Linked DNA regions of Anas platyrhynchos: region 1 is linked to region 2. Evidence: chromatin contacts called from public Hi-C data. All regions are on one chromosome and are shown on one strand. Each heading gives the region's core, a stretch centred on a gene start, on an enhancer-like site or on the middle of the called end of the contact. The rest is flanking DNA. Distances are from core to core; before and after follow the strand shown.

What was found. A called contact is a pair of places that touch in the nucleus more often than the background predicts.
Region 1: a contact with region 2 is called in a Hi-C map of subcutaneous adipose tissue, with 4 times the contacts expected there. The contact joins the promoter of TUBGCP5 here to the enhancer-like site in region 2. A contact is called at or near these places in 3 of 8 Hi-C or Micro-C datasets (liver, skeletal muscle and subcutaneous adipose tissue).

The regions. Positions count from the first base shown.
Region 1 is chr1:137,622,249-137,626,823 of IASCAAS_PekinDuck_T2T, reverse strand. TUBGCP5 (tubulin gamma complex component 5) reads right to left here and starts at 3,100. Exons shown (of 24, transcript XM_072030467.1): 1 at 2,850-3,100; 2 at 1,696-1,749; 3 at 1,511-1,619; 4 at 412-508. The coding sequence starts at 3,046.
Region 2 is chr1:137,552,389-137,556,855 of IASCAAS_PekinDuck_T2T, reverse strand. The region is part of intron 12 of SLC9A7 (solute carrier family 9 member A7); the gene reads right to left. Among named protein-coding and RNA genes, the nearest start is that of CHST7, 38 kb to the left of the region's middle. Within about 2 kb of position 2,660, at least 1 of the 8 cell types and tissues checked has an H3K27ac peak or open chromatin away from gene starts, as enhancers often do. A contact at or near this core is called in subcutaneous adipose tissue, where this site is marked.

The DNA of each region.
Region 1 (4,575 bases), core at 1,851-4,350, 70 kb before region 2:
TAGCTTTCCTTGACTACATTGGGAACATAGGAATTTATATTACCAGAGCTGTTTCAACAGACCTCCTATTAAGGTGCAAGACAGAGACTGAGGACAGAAACCAGTTGTCTGCCTTTGAGTGTGTAAGCTGCTGAATAGGTAGAGAACATTAGTAAGTGACAGCAGTACAAGGCAGAAACAGTTCCCAAGGTGCTTTCCTAACTGGAAAGCTTAATTATGCAATGTAACATAAATGGGGTAGGAAAGGCTATTTGCAGGCTACATAAAATGTATAAATCATAAAAAAGACAATCAATAATGCATCTCGATGTGAAGGAGATAATAAAATGGAGAGGAAAAATGGCCTTCTTATCAGACTGCATTAATTGAGCGTATCTTTAACTAGCAACACAAAAAAAGCTGTAAACTTACCTGTCTCTTTTTGTCTTGGTTTTTCCACATAGGTGGTGTTGGATGGAGAATCAGACAAACATAACAGAAGAGACAGTATGGAATAGTGTGTATCTGTCTTTAAAACACATTAAAAAAAAAACAAGTCAATAAGAGGACTAAATGATTTTGGTTAGGAACAAATTCAGCCTATTAACTGTAGGAATGCTCTGCATTAATTCCTGCGGAGACTGGCGTTATGGTCTATTTCCTGATACCTGCTTAGAGCACAACCACTGCTATCAGGAGTTTTTTTTCTTTGGCCTTATTCTGACTTTCCACAGCTCTTCAGCAGACCATTTGAAATGGTCAACAGCCAGATGGATTTCTGCTATCTACCTCCTTTAAGAAAATAACTTTTTCAAGTCTTACAATACTTGGAACATTCAAGTATAAAGTGCTTGTGTGGGCTTTCAATTTTATTTGACTCTCAAAACAAGAACTAAAGGTACTTACTTAAAAATCTAGAGTACATACAGCACAATAAGTCAAGATATGTGTACGTTATTGAGGGCTCAAGAGCTGAAGAAACTTCCAGTTTTCAAAGGCCAAATTCATTATTAAACTATCGCACTAGAAAATGTCCAAGTGAGACAACTTTCACCATTTCCATCCAGACCGCATCCTAAACAGATTTGAAGCGAAGTGTACCAAAGGCAAAACACACACATGGTCTCAACAAAGAAGCTATGGGACAGGAACACTCCATTTGGGAGTACTAAAACCAAAAATTGCAGTCTTGTTACTTAAGTGCAAGAACTTCTGTTCAGCTACTGTTTTAGAACAGACAGGAATTCAGCTGCAACACCTGTATAATGTTGACTGCTAAATGTCTGCTCTGCAGCAAAAAGATTACCTTTAAGTCATCCAACTGTGCATGCTGAAACCCTGAAAAAACAATAAACCTATTTCTAAAACAAATGGGAAAACTACAACCCTGCAAATCCATAACTTGAACAGCAACTGCAAACCTCACTGTTTAGCCACCAAAAATTTCCAACTCAACATTACAACACAAGCCCGCTTTATGAGTGTAAACGCAAGGGTGGTGGAAAAAAGAAGGAAACTGAGGCATACATACTTTTGTTTCTTCAACATTTGGGAGTGGTGAGTTCAGAAACTTTTCTGTTAGTCTCTTCCAGCTTGCAGCTTTTCCAAGGTCAGAATGAACTATCAATTTTTCATGTATTCTAACGAAAAAAAAGTTTCAATAACACTTCAAGAAAGTTAACTCCTTGATTATTAGTCCATAAACATGAAACTCACCCTTCTATTGTCCTCTCTACTTTATGACTGTTCACATCCAGAAAACGGTGAAACCTGTGTAAGAAATCTGTATCAGAATAAGTTTGAAAAGGCAACTTATGTAAGGAAGAAAATAAAGCTGATTTACATACATGATGACAACTTCATTTTCTTAATATATTTTCCTTTTAATAAAGCATGCTTAGTTCTGCAACGTCATTAAACATCAACAGAATTTAATCTCCGCGCCTCTGATCTCAGCAAGGATTAACTACAATTGACCTTAAAGATGGAAAAATTGAATGCAGATTACGGTTAAGCAGCAATTTCAACTGAATGGAAAATTACTGCTGTAACAGCAAAGCAAGCAATTAAAATGTGTCGTCAGTTAAGTCAAGCAGAACAAGGAGATGAAGAACGCTATTGTCAAAGGCATCTGTGTCAAACACACAAAAATCATCTGGGACTTGCACCACCAGCACAGGCAGAACATCCACAAGGGAAGGCCTGTAAAACCCAAAAGAAGCTCCCTTAAAAATGGCAAAGGAGGGTGCCTAGAAGAAAAGAGAGCCTAATCAGTACACAGGAAGGTAAAACAAAGGTATGTGAATTAAAAAATAAATAACTTGTAAAAGGCACAATAGACTTTGAAAAAGAAATTAAAATAGGAGTAAGTTTCTTTGTGTATATATATATATATATCAGTTATACAGACAGAGAAACCACAAAGTGGGACTTGACAGCAGTGAGCACCAGGTACCCAATACACAGGCCCTCGAACCCAGCCTAATATTCTGCCTCAGTTTCCATCAACAATGGGAACAAAACCAGTGAGAGAACTCGTATGGCGGCAGAGAGAAATGAAAACTAACTGCATCTGAGTCAGGGGGGTGAAAGTCAAGTTCAACAGCCTGAATTTAGACAGACAACCCAGAATCACCTCCAAGCGTCACAGCAACGAACTGGAAAACGAAACTGCAGGCCTGGCAGCGAGGATTTTAGCAAGCATGTGATGCTTCTGTAGCAAGGAAGCACTGCATGTGATGTTAGAATACGTTACAGCAAATATTTGTGGTGAATAAGAAGAAGCTGTGGCAGACAGCAGGGACAGCACCAGCCCTGCCCTCTGCCCTCCCCCTTCCCCTCCTGTCCCTCCCCAGCGGCTCGGGGCGGACCTGAAGTTGGACCACGCGAAATCCAGCGCCGTCTGGAACCGCTCCAGCTCCGTCTCCGCCTCCTGCTCGGTCCCCGTGTCCCGCGGCGGCTCCTTGCCGCCGTGCAGCCCGGTGATGCTGCGCACCAGGGCGCGGACAGCCCGCTCCTGCTCCTGCTCGAAGCGGCTGCGGCGGCCGGGCGAGGCGGGGGCCGCCATGGCGGCGGCTGAGGGGATGAGGCGGGGGGGGGGGCGGGAAGCGCCTGCGGGAGGCGCCACAGAGCCGCCCGCAGCGCCTCTCGCGAGATTTCGCGGCGACTTCTCGCGAGAGCTCTCCCTGTCCCTCAGGGTGAGGCGGGAGGGGGAAGCTGCCCTCGGTGGGGCGCGGGTTCGCGGCCCCTGTCCACCGTTCTGGCGGCGGGGTGCTCGCTGGGATTTTGTCTCTTTTGCTCCTCTTTCGTGGTGAAGAAAAAGAGCCTTGCTCTTCACCACGGAAGCATTTAAAACGGCACAACCAATGGGGGTTGCAAGTGATCAAATCAGCAGCACAAAAATGTCCTTTTTAAAATAAATGGTGTCACACTTGTTAAATTCTGTTGCTATGCTTTGTGTATTTTTTAAAGGGAGTTTCTTTCTAAGGCCTTTCTTCTGTAAAAACACAATAGTCTGTATAATTTCATATTCCTAACAACAGTAAAATTGAATCATTAAGGTTGGAAAAGCCCTCCAAGATCATCTGGTCTGATCACCCCCCACCACCACCACTGTAACCCACTAACCCATGTCCCCAAGCACCACGTCCAACCTCTCCTTGAACACCCCCAGGGGCGGTGACCCCACCAGCCCCCTGGGCAACCCGTCCCGATGCCTGACTGCTCTTTCTGAGAAGAAATGTCTCCTCATTGCCAACCTGAACCTCCCCTGGGGCAACTTGAGGCCATTACAGAATCACAGAATCACAGAACTGTAGGGGTTGGAAGGGACCTCTAAAGATCATTCGGTCTAACCCCCCTGACAAAGCAAGTTCCTCAGAGCAGGCTGCCCAGGTAGGCGTCCAGACAGGCCTTGAATATCTCCAGAGAAGGAAACTCCACAACCTCCCTGGGCAGCCTGTCCCAGTGCTCCGTCACCCGCACCATGAAGTTCTTTCGCATGTCAATGTGGAACTTCCTGTGCTCTGACATGCAGCCATTGCCCCTTGTCCTGTCCCCACAAACCACTGAAAAGAGGTTGGCCAAATCTCTCTGTCTCCCACACCTCAGGGATTTATAGCAATTGATGAGATCCCCTCTCAGTCTTCTCTTCTCCAGGCTGAACAGACCCAGGTCTCTCAGCCTTTCCTCATAAGGAAGATGCTCCAGGCCCCTTATCATCTTTGTGGCCCTCTGCTGGACTCTTTCCAGGAGATCCCTGTCTTTCTTGTACCGGGGAGCCCAGAACTGGACACAGTACTCCAGGTGAGGCCTGACCAGGGCAGAGTAGAGGGGGAGGATCACCTCCCTTGACCTGCTGGCCACGCTCCTTTTAATGCACGCCAGGATCCCATTAGCCCTCTTGGCCACAAGGGCACAGTGCTGGCTCATGGTCAGCCTGTCGTCCACCAGGACCCCCAGGTCCTTCTCCTCAGAGCTCCTCTCCAGCAGGTCGTCCCCCAGCCTGGACTGATACTTTAGGTTGTTCCTTCCCAGGTGCAGGACTCTACACTTGCTCTTATTAAATCTCATTTGGTTTCTCCCTGCCCATCTCTC
Region 2 (4,467 bases), core at 1,411-3,910:
ATACTGAAGTTTTCCCAGATGTCTATAATGAGTACAGCATTTTTGGAAAATTTTAGCTATTTTGGAAGAGTTCAACTGCTTCTCAGAAGGTGGCTGAGGAAGAAGGCAATTCCCACCCCAATATTAAAAAAAATATGAAAGCACTGATCACTAAAAATCCCTAGAACTAGGTAAGCTGCTACAGATGTTGTTTTTAGGGCACCTTCAGGGATTCCTTTACTTGACCTAACCAAGATAATGGCTCCTGAAACTGCCCACAGAGGCTTGTTAGAGCTCAGCAGTTAAACCTGTATCACCCCATTTGCTCTAGATACATCAACCCAGCTCCTGTGGGTCTTTCCCATACTCTCTCTCTGTGTAAGGAATTGCCATGTTTAAGAGCACAAGAACTGACATAAGAAAGCATCTCCCATGCTTACACCCAGACATCCAAAAGAAGAAGCAATCCCTCTCCCACCAAGGAGATACTGGGGACCAGTTCAGCAAGGGTGGAGAACTGAAGGCTGTCCTGCACCTCCATTAAGAGATTCATGACAAGAAATTAGAGGTTGGAGGCAAGAGAAGAGGAGAAACCAAATGTGAGAAGAATACTGGAGAAAACAGTGCAGAAAGATATGGCAAAATAAAAAAGCCCACAATGAGGGGAAAGGCACAGTGCCTGCTGCGTGGGCAAAAGAAAGCAAAAGAAGTCAGGCTTAGAAAATGATAAACCAAATGAAAGATGTAAATTGCAGAAAAAGTGGAAACAGGCAGCAAAAGAGAAGGATATGACCTCTGATCAAACATTCCCCACACCAGCCCTGGATATAACAAGGTTGGATTCTGGCATCAACACTCACTTCTTGTCATTGCAGCGCACGGAGGCACAGTATTTAAGGAATGCACATTTTACCCAGCAACTAATAGCTGGGCCACCCTGGATGATTTAATATAATATAACCTGAGACTGACATCAAGCTGTTTTACTATCACCCCAGAGAGCTGCTATGTGAACTATCTACCTGTATGAGTTTCAGTATTTCCAGATTATTTTTTTTCAGTTTGCTTAATGAGGAAAAAACACTAGATAAAAAGCTAAGAAGATTATAATTGCAAAGTCATATAGAAAGTGATAAAAATTTAAGTTATCATCATTCAGGCAACCTTTAACTTTTCTCCCGAAAGATAACAAAACTATATTAAATCAAAAGATACTATTCTCACGTTTAAGATTTAGAAAGACTGATTAGCATAATTGAAATTACTTTATTAAAATACACAAACACTTGAAGCAGCTTATGATGGAGAACAGGCACTAATTTACCTGCTGCTTCATTCAAAATGGAAAAAAAACAGGTCAAACCCTAATGAAAAGTGGCAAATATTTTTCAGTGCAAATGCTAGAAGCTCCTCTTTTTTTTGTTTTCCTTCCTGTGACAAATAAATGAAACAAGTCAGCTACTTTTCAGAAAAGAGGAACTTTGCCAGTAGTTCTGATTTATAGGGCTAATTTGCTGAAAGCATTAAAGCTTCATGCAGGAAATTGTTTCATCATTTTAGTCTCAAAGGAAGACTTTCATTTGTAAAATTCAAGTAATGCTTTAATTTCTACAAAAAAAAGCAAATCTACTGCTAGAAAAAATTACCATTTATGATTCACATACATGAATGTTTCACAGCCAAGACAGCCAGCAAGTTCAAATATATGACATCATGGCTTTAACACTAATTTCTGGTGTCAACTTTTAAGCTTGCTTAGCATTAAGTGGCAGAAACCATCAGCATCTGAAGATCTCATTCTTTTTGCTTGGATTTTGATGCCACAGTGTCACTTTCCCAACCAGTTCAGCAGTAAACTCAAACTAAGTCTCCACTGCAAACTGTAGGTCCTTTGCTTGGTTGTACCTTTTAATCCTGAGCACTGGACACTGGTCAGAAGACCCAAGCATGCATACAACCATTATGCAATTAATAGGCACTTGCCTTTGCCTCTGAGCCCCAGCAAAGCAATTCGGGGTCCTTGCAAAGGCACTGCCCCACGTACACAGACTATGGATGTAGTAGTACCAAGCCAGGCTGAAAGTCGTGGCTGGAGTCAGCTCTCCGGTACTGTTCTACTTAAATTGTGCAGACTAACCTTAAATAAGATCCCTTCCTGTTTATGCCTTCCTTCGCTCCCCAGTAACTGCTGTAAGCTTCACACGAGAGCTGGACTTGTGAGAGCCCACACAAGCCCTAACGTTTAAATGCAACACACAAATGGCGTTAGTTTCCTATTTCCCTTCAGTCACTTACTCCAGGAAACAACCAGCCTTCTATCTTTTATTCTCCCTTCTGCTAAATGGCGCTATAGAGAAGCAGCACTTATTTCCAGCCTCTTGCGGTGCAATCTAATGGGTAAGTGCCAGGGCTCAGAAAGCATCCAAAAAAAGTGCTGTGTCAGCAGCGTGCACTGCAGCTGCCTGAGGCACTGAGACAGAGGAGCATCTTCATCTCCTCCTGCCGACCTCCTCCACTGCCTGCAAAGGAATGGAGGAAAGCAGCACACTTCCAAAATTCAGCTGGAAACTAATCTGTCCCTGTCTTCTCTCTGTAAGGTCAGACAGGTGTTGATCTCCTGCAGAAAAGGGTTTTGTCTCAGACTCTACTTTACCAGAAATAAGTTCCTAACTCATCAGCTGCACACGGCTGCCACCTCCTGGTACACATTTGAATTCGACCCTAAAAAGTGCAGCCTCACTGACCAACACAGCAGTGCCCATCAGGGCAACTGTGTGCAGACCCAAAGAATTATCTCAAATACTTCTTATGTAGAGTTCCCTCTTCTACATGATATCCTTCTCTTAATGGGACAGCTCATGAACCAGGCCCATGGAATCTCATTATTGAGCCCAACTAGACCTGTTAAAGGAGTAAGTGCAGCTTCTTAGATGCTTCCACAAACTGTTTACTGGGCTAGACTGCATAAAAAAAAAAAATAAAAAACAGCAAGTTACTTCCACTAGTTTCCAGTTGGCCAGGAGCTAGGACACGCCAGAATTCAGTCCTGTCCTACTGCAGATGACTGAAGGAGCCTCGTGGCAGAGGTAGTGGTTGAATTTCACCTCAGCCAACGAAAAGCTGCAGGCAGATCTTGGCAGACTTCTTACCTGCACAGCACATACCAGAACTCATCCCCTGCTCCTTCATACCCCATTCTCCAGAGAGCCTATGTACACTGCTGGTTATACAGACACTCTGGCTGCTTGGCTTGATGAGGTGTGTAAGTACAGTTGTTCCTTATATATCTCTATATCTCTGGAACTTGCATTGAAACACAGTTGTAAAGTACAAAAATTGATTTGTGTGGCACAAGAAAAAAGAAACCAGAATTTTCCAATGTGTGCTGTTACAGCAGTGATTTACCATATTTCAGCTCTAGTACCTCTCTCGGGCTGGAGGCATTTGACATCAGATACACGTGCTATGTTCTTGGCACAGAGTGGTTCAGCTCTGCTCAAGTGTATATCCATATTGACAGGATGTCAGCCAGTCAGTCTGACAACACGGTTTTGATAAGCTCATCCTGTAACTCCAAAATTTGCTGTTGACATTGTTTTATCAGACATTTTAGCTTTATCTACTTCCAATAATAGGAGTCTCAGGCATTTCTGAGCATCCTAGCCATCCTTTTTTTTTTTTTTCCAACCTAGAAAGCACCTGCTACCTATCGCCACAAGAAATTTACTGAAGACTTCCAAAAAACAGCAATACACCTTGAGAATGGTTAATTCTTCCAAAGACTGAAACTGTTTTCTTTATCCTAGCATGATACAATCTTTAGCAAGATACAATCTTTAGCAAGATTGTATCATGCTAGGATAGGAAAAAACAATAGTAGACAAATTCTGATCAGCACAACTAGAATGTGAGACAAAGTATGCTTTCAAGGACCAAACAGCATGCATAATTTACATACGAAAAAATGCACTGGAGTATTTGTACAGCGTGCTTGCATTAATTCCACTCTATTTACCCTCCCTCCCCACAACAGCCAAAGCTTTCACAGAATGAAAAACATACGTAGTCTTTAACAATGAGGGATTCTTGATTCTCTAGGACTTCTGTTGATAAGCAGCCTCAAACATGAATATACTTGCAGCCCTACAGTACTAAGTATTGGCCCAGATTTAAAGCCAAGTGGCTATACTCATGCTGCTCACCATTTTCACAGGTCTCGTCAAAACAGAAGAAACACACTGGAAAGACTAGCAGGTTCCCATTTACCACAGTTGTAAGGTCATCAAAACATTTATCCAAAGAAACTTAAGTGCATTTTTAGCACTAAAGGCTCCATCTAACTCAATAAATAGAATAGGGTCATTACCTAGAGCCAGAAGACAGGGAAATGACTAATAGGACAAGAAGTTGATATGGTACTAGATAGGCTAATTCTTTCTTTTCAGTACAGGGGCTACTATCCTGCAATGCTATCCCCTATCCTACAGG